Regions from separate parts of the Mus musculus genome. Here region 2 is linked to region 1. The links are chromatin contacts, called in public promoter capture Hi-C maps. All regions are on one chromosome and are shown on one strand. Each heading gives the region's core, a stretch centred on a gene start, on an enhancer-like site or on the middle of the called end of the contact. The rest is flanking DNA. Distances are from core to core; before and after follow the strand shown. Region 1 holds the start of P2ry14 (purinergic receptor P2Y, G-protein coupled, 14). Region 2 has its middle 22 kb from the start of Aadac.

What was found. Promoter capture Hi-C pulls out the DNA fragments that hold promoters and counts their contacts.
Region 2: a contact with region 1 is called in a promoter capture Hi-C map of cranial neural crest. The contact joins the enhancer-like site here to the promoter of P2ry14 in region 1. A contact is called at or near these places in 11 of 39 promoter capture datasets (the 3T3-L1 cell line, the C10 cell line, the HPC-7 cell line and 8 more), 2 of 15 datasets of contacts at CTCF or cohesin (large pre-B cells and pro-B cells), 21 of 484 Hi-C or Micro-C datasets (B cells, the C10 cell line, the G1E-ER4 cell line and 14 more), 6 of 115 datasets of contacts at active chromatin or transcription factors (astrocytes, embryonic stem cells, epiblast stem cells and 3 more) and 1 of 9 other capture datasets (macrophages).

Annotation. Positions count from the first base shown.
Region 1 is chr3:59,128,564-59,133,157 of GRCm38.p6, forward strand. It overlaps P2ry14 (purinergic receptor P2Y, G-protein coupled, 14), which reads right to left and starts at 2,199. Exons shown (of 2, transcript NM_001287124.1): 1 at 1,931-2,199. The coding sequence starts at 1,933. The region is part of intron 15 of Med12l (mediator complex subunit 12-like); the gene reads left to right.
Region 2 is chr3:60,051,152-60,055,745 of GRCm38.p6, forward strand. No RefSeq gene overlaps it. Among named protein-coding and RNA genes, the nearest start is that of Aadac, 22 kb to the left of the region's middle. Within about 2 kb of position 2,615, at least 16 of the 459 cell types and tissues checked have an H3K27ac peak or open chromatin away from gene starts, as enhancers often do.

The DNA of each region.
Region 1 (4,594 bases), core at 949-3,448:
TAGTTTGTTGGTTTTAATACTTTAGCTTCCAATCTGTGTATATTGAGCAAATACCAAAGGACTGATGAAGTAATTCAGCAACATGGAAAGTGCCTCAGTACACACGCGCACACACACACACACACACACACACACACGCACACGCGCGCGCACACACACACACACACACACACACACACACGCGCACGCGCACGCGCACGCACAAGCGCGTACACACACACACATACACACGCACACACACACACACATACACACGCACACACACACTCACGCATGCATGCACACACACGCTTGGTGAGCATGTGAATCAACACACTTAACTCTTGTGTCTATCTTTGTGAATACAGGCCTAACTGTAGAACTCAGGCAGGGAAGGAATAGCTGGATTCTGGAGAGTGCAGGCCACGCAGGGCGGGCTGCACTTGGTGGATCTAGTAGGTAGTTATGGGCTCCCTGTTCTTTGATACAATATTCAGTTTTCTGGAGGAGTTAACATGATTTGTAAGTTGCTACATAAGGTGTCCTTTCTCCTGAGTCTCACATATGACTGTAACTTTCTCAGTTTTGGATTACAGGTTGAGTAATTTTGTGCTGATTTCGCTCTGGCAGTACTGCCTCTCATTTACTGAGTTACTAGTGCAGAGGATGGGAAAAGAAGTAAATTTTTATTGAACAGCTGCTATGGGCAAGATATATAAGCCTTAGGGGTTTTTTTTTTTTTTAATTGTTGATATCTATTTGCTTAAATAGGTACTAGGACAGAGGTGAAGCGGGTTAAAAAGTTAAAAACCCAAACAAATAATGTTATTCAGGATCTCAGCATATCAAGATTTAGCTGTCTATCTGCAAGCTTGCTTCGCCCCCCCCCCCCTTTTTGGGACTCCAATAATATTAACTATTTTCTATAACTCGATTACTGCCCTTATTATGTAAACATCCAGCTAAAGGGCTAGCCAGTTCTGCACAGTCTTGCATTTCTCTCCTATTCATGCATAAATTACATTTTTTATTAGTCATAGTCATTGTATGCTAGAGACAAGGAAATAGATTGGGAGCCGGATGGTTTCTCTGAGTACTAGTCTTGCCCTTTAATTAGACAAGTCACCTTGACTCTGAAACTTGCTAAACTCAGTTTCAGATTGGTAAGACAGAGACATACAGAGATTTTTTTTTCCAGTGTCCCCTGCCTATTCGGAACACCCAGTGACCTGACGATCTGACAGCATGTGTTCCAAGTCTTAAAGGTGGAGGACAGTAACCTATGAGCTCAGTGCATGGACCTGTTAACTAGAAATCCTCCCTGTCATATAAAATCATGACATGCTGTCACAGTGTCTCTTGGCTCTTGTGCACATGACATGAGCTAAAGGCAGAGAAGGGTCTTCTTTATTTTTAGGAAGAGTGGTCATAGGTATTTTATACCCCAACCCATAACAATTTCTTGTGATTAGCTAATATTTTAAAGTTGTCAGGATATAGTAAATACTGAATTTACTTCTTTTAAACTTCCTTCAGCATGAGGGCACGCTGTGGTTGAGTCTCAAAACCTCTCCCTACAGTTGCAAGTTTACAAATTTTCCATCAAATGAGGTTTTTTTTTTTAACCTATCAATCTTTAGGTGGTTGAATAAATAAACTAGAGCTTACCATAAGTATATTTTAGGTTACAAAAATGTTAGTCAGGCTTCATTTAAGTTACTTTACAATTTACAGAAAAGTAGACTATAGATGGAACTTTGTAAGTATCTTCTTCATCCTCGCCACTCGTGAATTGAAACTAAAACCACTCTTTACGTATTTTTTTTTAAGCCTTAGAGGAAGAAATCAGAACTTAAGGATCAAGGAAATGAAAATATAAACCCTAAGACACAAGCACCAGGAGGCCACTCTGATTCCTCTTTCTCTCTTTTGAAATTAGAGTGTGACTTACCATTGCGTCCCCGTCCCCATCCGTAGCCCAGGCATCAGTGTGTCTGGAGGACAGCAGGGACTCCCTTACATGAACTCCTTCACGTCTGGCTTCAGCTCTGCTGGGGTGGCGGCCTTCATGCTCTGTATTTGTTTTCTTTCCTAAGCATTTTAGTTATTGAGCTGCCTTTGCTCCGAGGGTTGCGTCATAACCCAGCTGCACTTGTCCCCTTCACAGGATCAGATAACTCCTTTTAACCCCATCTCTGCTACTGCACACTGCTATTCTGCATCAGCCTGAGAGCTTGCTTAAAAGAGGAACTCCCAATTCCTAGTCCGTGAGCCCACAGAAGAAAATCATGCTTCATTACCTTGCTGAACGTAGGGAAAGTCCAGTCTCACCTATAAATCCAGTGTTCCATTCATCACATAGGAACAATTTCGGAGACTCAAAGTGCAGAAAGCCATCTTACTTTGGGATTACCTGTAGTCTTTGACTCTACCCTGAACTGGATGGAATTTTCCTACTTACCAATTCTTCTGGCCTCCACAGTCCCTGTAGGTAAGATTGGTTCAGCGACTTAGTATAACATCTGACTGGTACTGAGGGAAATGTACTTTGCTTTTTAGCTTGGGCTGTTCATGTTGACAAGCGGGAAGTGCTGCATTAGGGCTCAAACCAAAACATTTAAAGTACCCTCTGAAATGTTGATGGCTCGCCAAATTCCTGAGCATCCAGCAGTACAGATTTCCACCAGCTTTTGGAGGCCGGCTCTAGTTTGTGCTTATATAAGTTGGAGCTGATGTAGATTTGCTAAGGGTTACAGATTGTCAAGGCCTGATCAAGGGTAAACAGCATGAAGGGGTGTGTGAAGAGGGAGAGGAACCCAGCCGGCAGGAGGATGGATTGTTCCCATGTCTAGCCATGACCTTTTGTGTGAAGCTGTAGTAATAATAGCTACAGTGTTCTCTGTTTGGATTCATTTTAAAGTTTTGATTCACATGGTTTTAACTAGCTAAGGTTCCCCCACTCCCCTTTGCTTTATTTTTTCTGGAAAACTGAACATTTATCTGAGAGTAAAGCACACCTGTGTGGGTGTCCACAGGAGCCTTGCCCTGTACTGGCAATGCAGCAACAGATGAGCAGAGAGTGGTTCAAAAGATGCCAGCCCCCTCTTTGGGACACACATGCCCTGTCCTTGTGGGATGCTAATTGTGCCCAGTCTGCACCATCCTTTAGTGGTGCGTAGGGACTTCCGACCTTTCTCCAGTTTATCAGCACAACTCCGGTCTGATTTTGGATAGCACTATTTCCATGTTGGTTTGCTAACTGACCTGTTTCTGAGTATTTAACAAATTGTTCCCATGGATTTTTTTTTTTTTTTTTTTTTTTGCTCTCCAGTTGTACTCTGGATTAACACAATACCACACCATCTCTCTGTACCATTATGCCGAGGTTCCTCCATGTGCTTAAGCCAACTTTGAATGCTTCCACCCAGCACTGGACCTGGAGCATTTTCTCTGGTCTTTCTTAGATTTCTCTCTCTTTTTTTTTTGGTCTCACCATTTTCCCCTCCCGCCCAACTCTGTCTTACCGAATCAAAAGTAAAAGTTCCTCAAACTGTCTCGTATCTCCTAAGCAACTATCAAACTGTTCTTCTAGCATCCTTTGCAGATGCATTAGAAAATAGTTCCTGTGTGCTGTCTTCACTTCCCTTCTACCTTGTAATCTATTTTCCTGTGTGACTTCATGGAAACTGCACAAATCCAGCCCCACTACCCATTGCTCAGCCTACTCGTTATTTTTAAAAGATATATAAAGGCAGCATTTGTTTTTTAATTGTGAAAGTGCACACAAATGTTCTGTCTTGACCTGTTTTCTTTTCTGAAATAACCCTGTTGTGAGTTTCAGGCTCACCTGGACTTCCTGTAGGAGCTCAGCAGCCTCAGAGCTTGTAGTCCTTGTGTCTTTGTACTTGTGGATGGAGTTAGGTGTGTGCCCCACACCTGGCCTTTGGGTTTTAAATAGTGTCTCTCAGAGCAGAGTCTGAACACCTCACCTTACCCCAGCCTCTCCAGTGCTGGGATTACAGGTTCAAACCACCACACTCAGTCTCTTGACCACTTCTCAGGGATGGTTCAGTGACATATGTGTTACCTCATTGTCACGAAACCATGACCACCATCATTCTCAGAAATCTGTTCATCTTGCAAAACTGAAACTCTAACACCATTACAAAAGCATCTCTTTGTCTCTGGAAGCTGCCACCCTGCTTCCTATCCACGTGGATTTGACTTCAGTAGGTACTTTAGACGTGTGGCATCACTTAGCCCTTGGGTGGCTGGCTTATTTCACTTAGTATATTATGATTTTGGTTCATAACATGCTGAAGCATGTAGCAGAATCACATTGCCTTTTTAGGCTGGATAATTGTGCCTCATGTGCAGGCCATGAACCCACCCACTATGGAGAGTTTTGTGCTTCCAAAGATCCATGGTCATTTATCCCTTTCATCCTGAGGCCATGAGAGTATACAAATACTGAAGATCCAGTTTTAAGTGCTTTTACACACAGTAACTTCCCCTTAGTGGTGGTTTAAATATTAAATGGGAAATTCTATAAATGAGTAATTCATACGTGGGATTGGTATCATTCCCAGTGTATCACCTAAAAGTTAAGTGCTTA
Region 2 (4,594 bases), core at 1,365-3,864, 920 kb after region 1:
GTCCCACCATGTGTTTTCTTTGGTTGGTGATTTAGTTCCAGGGAGCTCTGGGGGTACTTGTAAGTTCATATTGTTGTTCCTCCTATGAGGTTTTTGAGGCATACTATGTGTACCTACCTCTCCTTGATAATGCTGGGGAATCTTGGAGTGTCATGTGGACCAACACAGCATCAAAAACAGCAAAATGTTTTGTAAGTTTAGAATTTTGTCAACTCTGAGTACTTAGTAACTTAAGTTTTTCCTTTTTTTTCTAATAATTATTTTGTCTTAAAGTTTACACTCTGTTGTTGTTGTTGTTGTTGTTATCATTGCTTTTATTTTGTTACAGTCCAGCCCTTGCTCCTGGTCTGTCCTCCCACAGTTCCTCATCCTATTTTTCCTCCCCGATGTCTCCATTCCCCCCAACCCTACCACCAGGCCTCCCCACTCCTGGGGGCCTCAAGTCTCTCGAGGGTTAGGTGCATCTTCTTCCACTGAGGCCAGACCATGCAATCCTATACTGTGTATGTGTTGGGAGCTTCAGACCAACTCCTGTATGCTGCCTGGTTGGTGCCTCGGTGTCTGAAAGATCTCAGCGGTCCCAGGTTACTTGAGACTTCTGGTCTTCCTACAGGGTCCCTCCTCAGCTTCTTCCAGCCTTTCCCTAATTCAACCACAGGGGGTCCTGACTTCAGCCCAATGGTTGGAGGTAAGTATCTGCATCAGTCTCAGATGCTTGTTGTGTCTCTCAGAGGATAGCCATGCTAGGCTTCTGTTTATAAGAACACCATGGCATCATTAGTAGTGTCGGGCATTGGAGATGGATCCCAAGTTGGGCAGTTCACTGGACCTCCTTTCTCTTAGTCTTGTCTCCATTTTTGTCCCTGAAGGTCTCTTAGACAGGAACAATTCTGGGTCAGAGTTTTTGACTGTGGGATGACAATCCCATCCTTCCACTTGAAGCCCTGTCTTTGAACTGGAGGTGGACTCTATAAATTCCCTATCTCCATTGTTGTACATTGCATCTAAGGTCCCTCCCTTTGAGTACTTTGAGTCTTTCACCTCCCTGGTCTCTGATACTTTCTAAAGGGTCTCCTCACCTCCACCTGCCCCACGTTGCATATTTCCATTCATTCTGCTGGCCCTCAGGGCTTCTCTCCTGTATTCCTCCCCCATTCATGATCACGCCTCTCCTTTTCTTGCCCCCTCACCACTCCCACCTAGGTCCCTCCCTCTCTCTGGACCCATGATTATTTTCTCCCCCCTCCCAAGTGGGACTGAAGCATCCTTACATGAACACTTCTATTTGTTAACCTTCTTGAGTTCTGCAGATTAAAGTCTAGGTGTTCTGTAGTTTTTAGGCTAATATCTACTTATTAGTGAGAATATACCATGCATGTCCTTTCAAGTCTGAGTTACTTTACTCAGGATGATATTTTCTAGTTACATCCCTCTGCCTGTAAAACTTGCCTTGGAATGTTGAAGTTTATTTGCGTTCTCTCTCTCTCTCTCTCTCTCTCTCTCTCTCTCTCTCTCTCTCTCTCTCTCTGTGTGTGTGTGTGTGTGTGTGTGTGTGTGTGTGTACTAGAGATTGAACTCAAGAACTTGCAAGTACTAAACAAGTGGTTTATACTGAACAATTTTCCGCCCAATTTTAACTATTCCTTAATTACAAAAGTTTAAGGGGAAAGATAGGAAGAAATTCTAGTCAAATCAATTCTTTAAACATGTATATTAGTAAACAACATATTAACTAAAATAAATAAACAACAACAAAACCCTTTATGTTATGTTCCATACAAAATAAGTACTAGAATAAAATCTTGAAAAATGAATTGCAAGAAAGGTAGAGCTAACACACATTATGTTTTTCTAAAACAGAGCTTGTTGTAATAAACTGTAAAAATGTACTAATTGAAATATTTTATATCACAGTTAATTTGAGAAAGACCACAAGAACTAGACAAATATAGGTGAGCTATGATGTGCTCTGGTTATCTACCCACTACTCTCAGATGATCTTGTCATTCTTTCTACTAAGAAAATTACTTCATTTATTGAATGTATACATAGTCCCAGGCTTAGCTCAGGGTATGCTAACCACCCCAGCCTGGTTAATTAGTGACCTGGACACTCATCTTCTTTTAAAGTTTTCATACTCCCAGAAAACCTAACGTAGTCCATGCAGATTGTAGTCCAGAGAAGTGACTGCCTGTGGTCCCTGATGAACACTTCTTTACCCTTCTAGTTCTGACCAGATGTGACACTATTCCTAGGGAGATGTAAACAAATGTCTACTCACTCCAGATAGGGAACCAAAGGTAAGGCAGTGTACACACATGATAAAATTCAACTTCCTTTGTGAACCAACGAATATTTTTAAGAGCTGCTTACAGGAACATAGGTGAGAGGTTCCTTGCAAAAGTAGAAATGCCACAAGGGCAGTTACATCACTGGAGCCTACCCCAGTGTGGTTGACAGTGAGTGGACTAAGGTTGGGAACCTAAAGCTTTCTGAAACCTACAGGCACCCCAGCATGCAAAGCATTCTTTCCAAGTAACTCAGCTGACCTGGGGTTTCAGGAAAAGTAGCTAATCTTGCCTCTTCCAACCTGTTCTACTGCTCTCAACTGCTCTCAGTCAACTCAGACTTCTCTCACAGTGACTCCTTATTGCTTACTCATGGGTGGGAGGGAGAGATCCTAAGCTTAGGGAGTTTCTCTTTAGGATGGGATGTTTTATTTAACCTCAGGAATTCTGTTGTTTTACCTCCCCGAAAACAGCCTGTCTTAAAATACAATGTTGATCTCCCCTTTAACATTTTGTGTTTTATGAGCTTTCCTATGAGATGGAAAGTTTTCATTAAAGAAACTGTGACACAATACCCAGGTATTGTGTACTTGCCCAGGCAGACCCAGGGAGGAGTCTCACATTCACGCCCTTTCTTGGTTGCCACTGAGCTAGAATCACATCCAACACTCCAATCAAAAACTCAATTTGGAAACTCTGGAGGACTGACATACAAGCTCTTCATACTTTATCTAAAATCAACCATGCTTGAGCAATAGCAAAAACAGAGCCAAACTTTCACTCAACAAAGCGGCATAATATCTTGTATCAGACACACAATGAAAAAGTCTACAAGACCAGAGCACTCAACAAAACCAAAATCAAAGTGAATGGCTAAAACAATATGATGCCCCTCAATTGAGTCCTGTAGACATGTTCTCCAGGAATAACTACCCAGACAAACCTCAGGATATGAGTTTAAAAGTACAATCATAAACATAATCAACAGTTTAAAAAGAACATGAAAAAGAATGTCAGCAATGTAAAGAGTGTGGTAATTAAATCCCAAGTGAAATGTAAACAAATAAAAATAGAAGTCTGCCTGAGCCTAGACTATTTGTGCCATATGTGTCATCCAGAGCCAGCCAACACTGCACATCCTACACATCAGCCAAGATTGTTAAACTCTTTATGTACTATTCCCAATATACAGGATTGGCACTGACTGTACATCTTTCATATCAGTCTGAAATACAAACTCTGCTTGGCCCTAGTCACCTATCTTATGCACCAGCTCAACCTACTGAGATTACTTGTATCTAGCTCACTCATGGCATATCTAAATTCCAGGATTAGCCTAATTGCACATCCTGTGTGCTTGTTCAGTCTTGTGAATTTCCATAGGTCTAGCCCACCTGAACCATAGCCAACTGCCAAGCCTAACCTAAAATGTACATTTGTGTGGGGCCCTCAGTTGCCTCTCTGGCCTTTGCTCTGTGTAATGGTAACCAGATTTGGATACAGAGGTATCTTTTAGATCTCACAGAAATTTTAGTGCTGTAATTTTCAGTTTTAGGTCTTACATACTAGAAAAGTCAGAAATACATAGTAAGTGTATTGTGGCATAGGAGGAGGGATATCCTCATGGGCATACAACTCTAAGTCTTGCTCCAGCACTAAGAAATCAGCCACCAACAAGCTTGAGTATTAGGCGCTTGTGCCTCTGCCTGCCACCATTTAGGAACATAACACAGGTTCATGTACAAGAATCTGAAAAGCAATTATTATTTTTTTATGTTTGAAAAAATGTATTAAAACTTTATTATACACACTGGTTCTGGTTAGTTTTAATGTCATTATTTACTTGCAAGATCTTTATAATAAAGGTTATAAGGCTTTTATATAAAGAACTTGAAAATGAAAATCCAAGAAAAAAAGCTACAGCAATAGAAACCAGACCTAAATTCTACACATCTCAATGAATTTCTATACAGTGGGAATTAAGAAAAAATTAAAGACCCCGAAACAACAAAGTGGCCCATCTATTTTTAACTTATCTATCTGCTACTCTGCCAAAAGTCATTTTCTGCAATAGATTTTATAGAATGGTTTTTCCTGTTTTACTTTTCTTTCTGATCTCAGGAACCCTGAAGGTTTTAGAAGAGTGTATACTATTTAAGACTCTAGCTATTTCATCAGAGAGCTCAATGATGCTGTAAAGTTCACATTAAGAAAAAAAAAAAGGAATAATTTCCAGTGAAGAAAACTGCTGTAATTTTAGGGGACAGAGATGGGATGTGCTTAAATGTCCTTTATGTGAAGAGTCA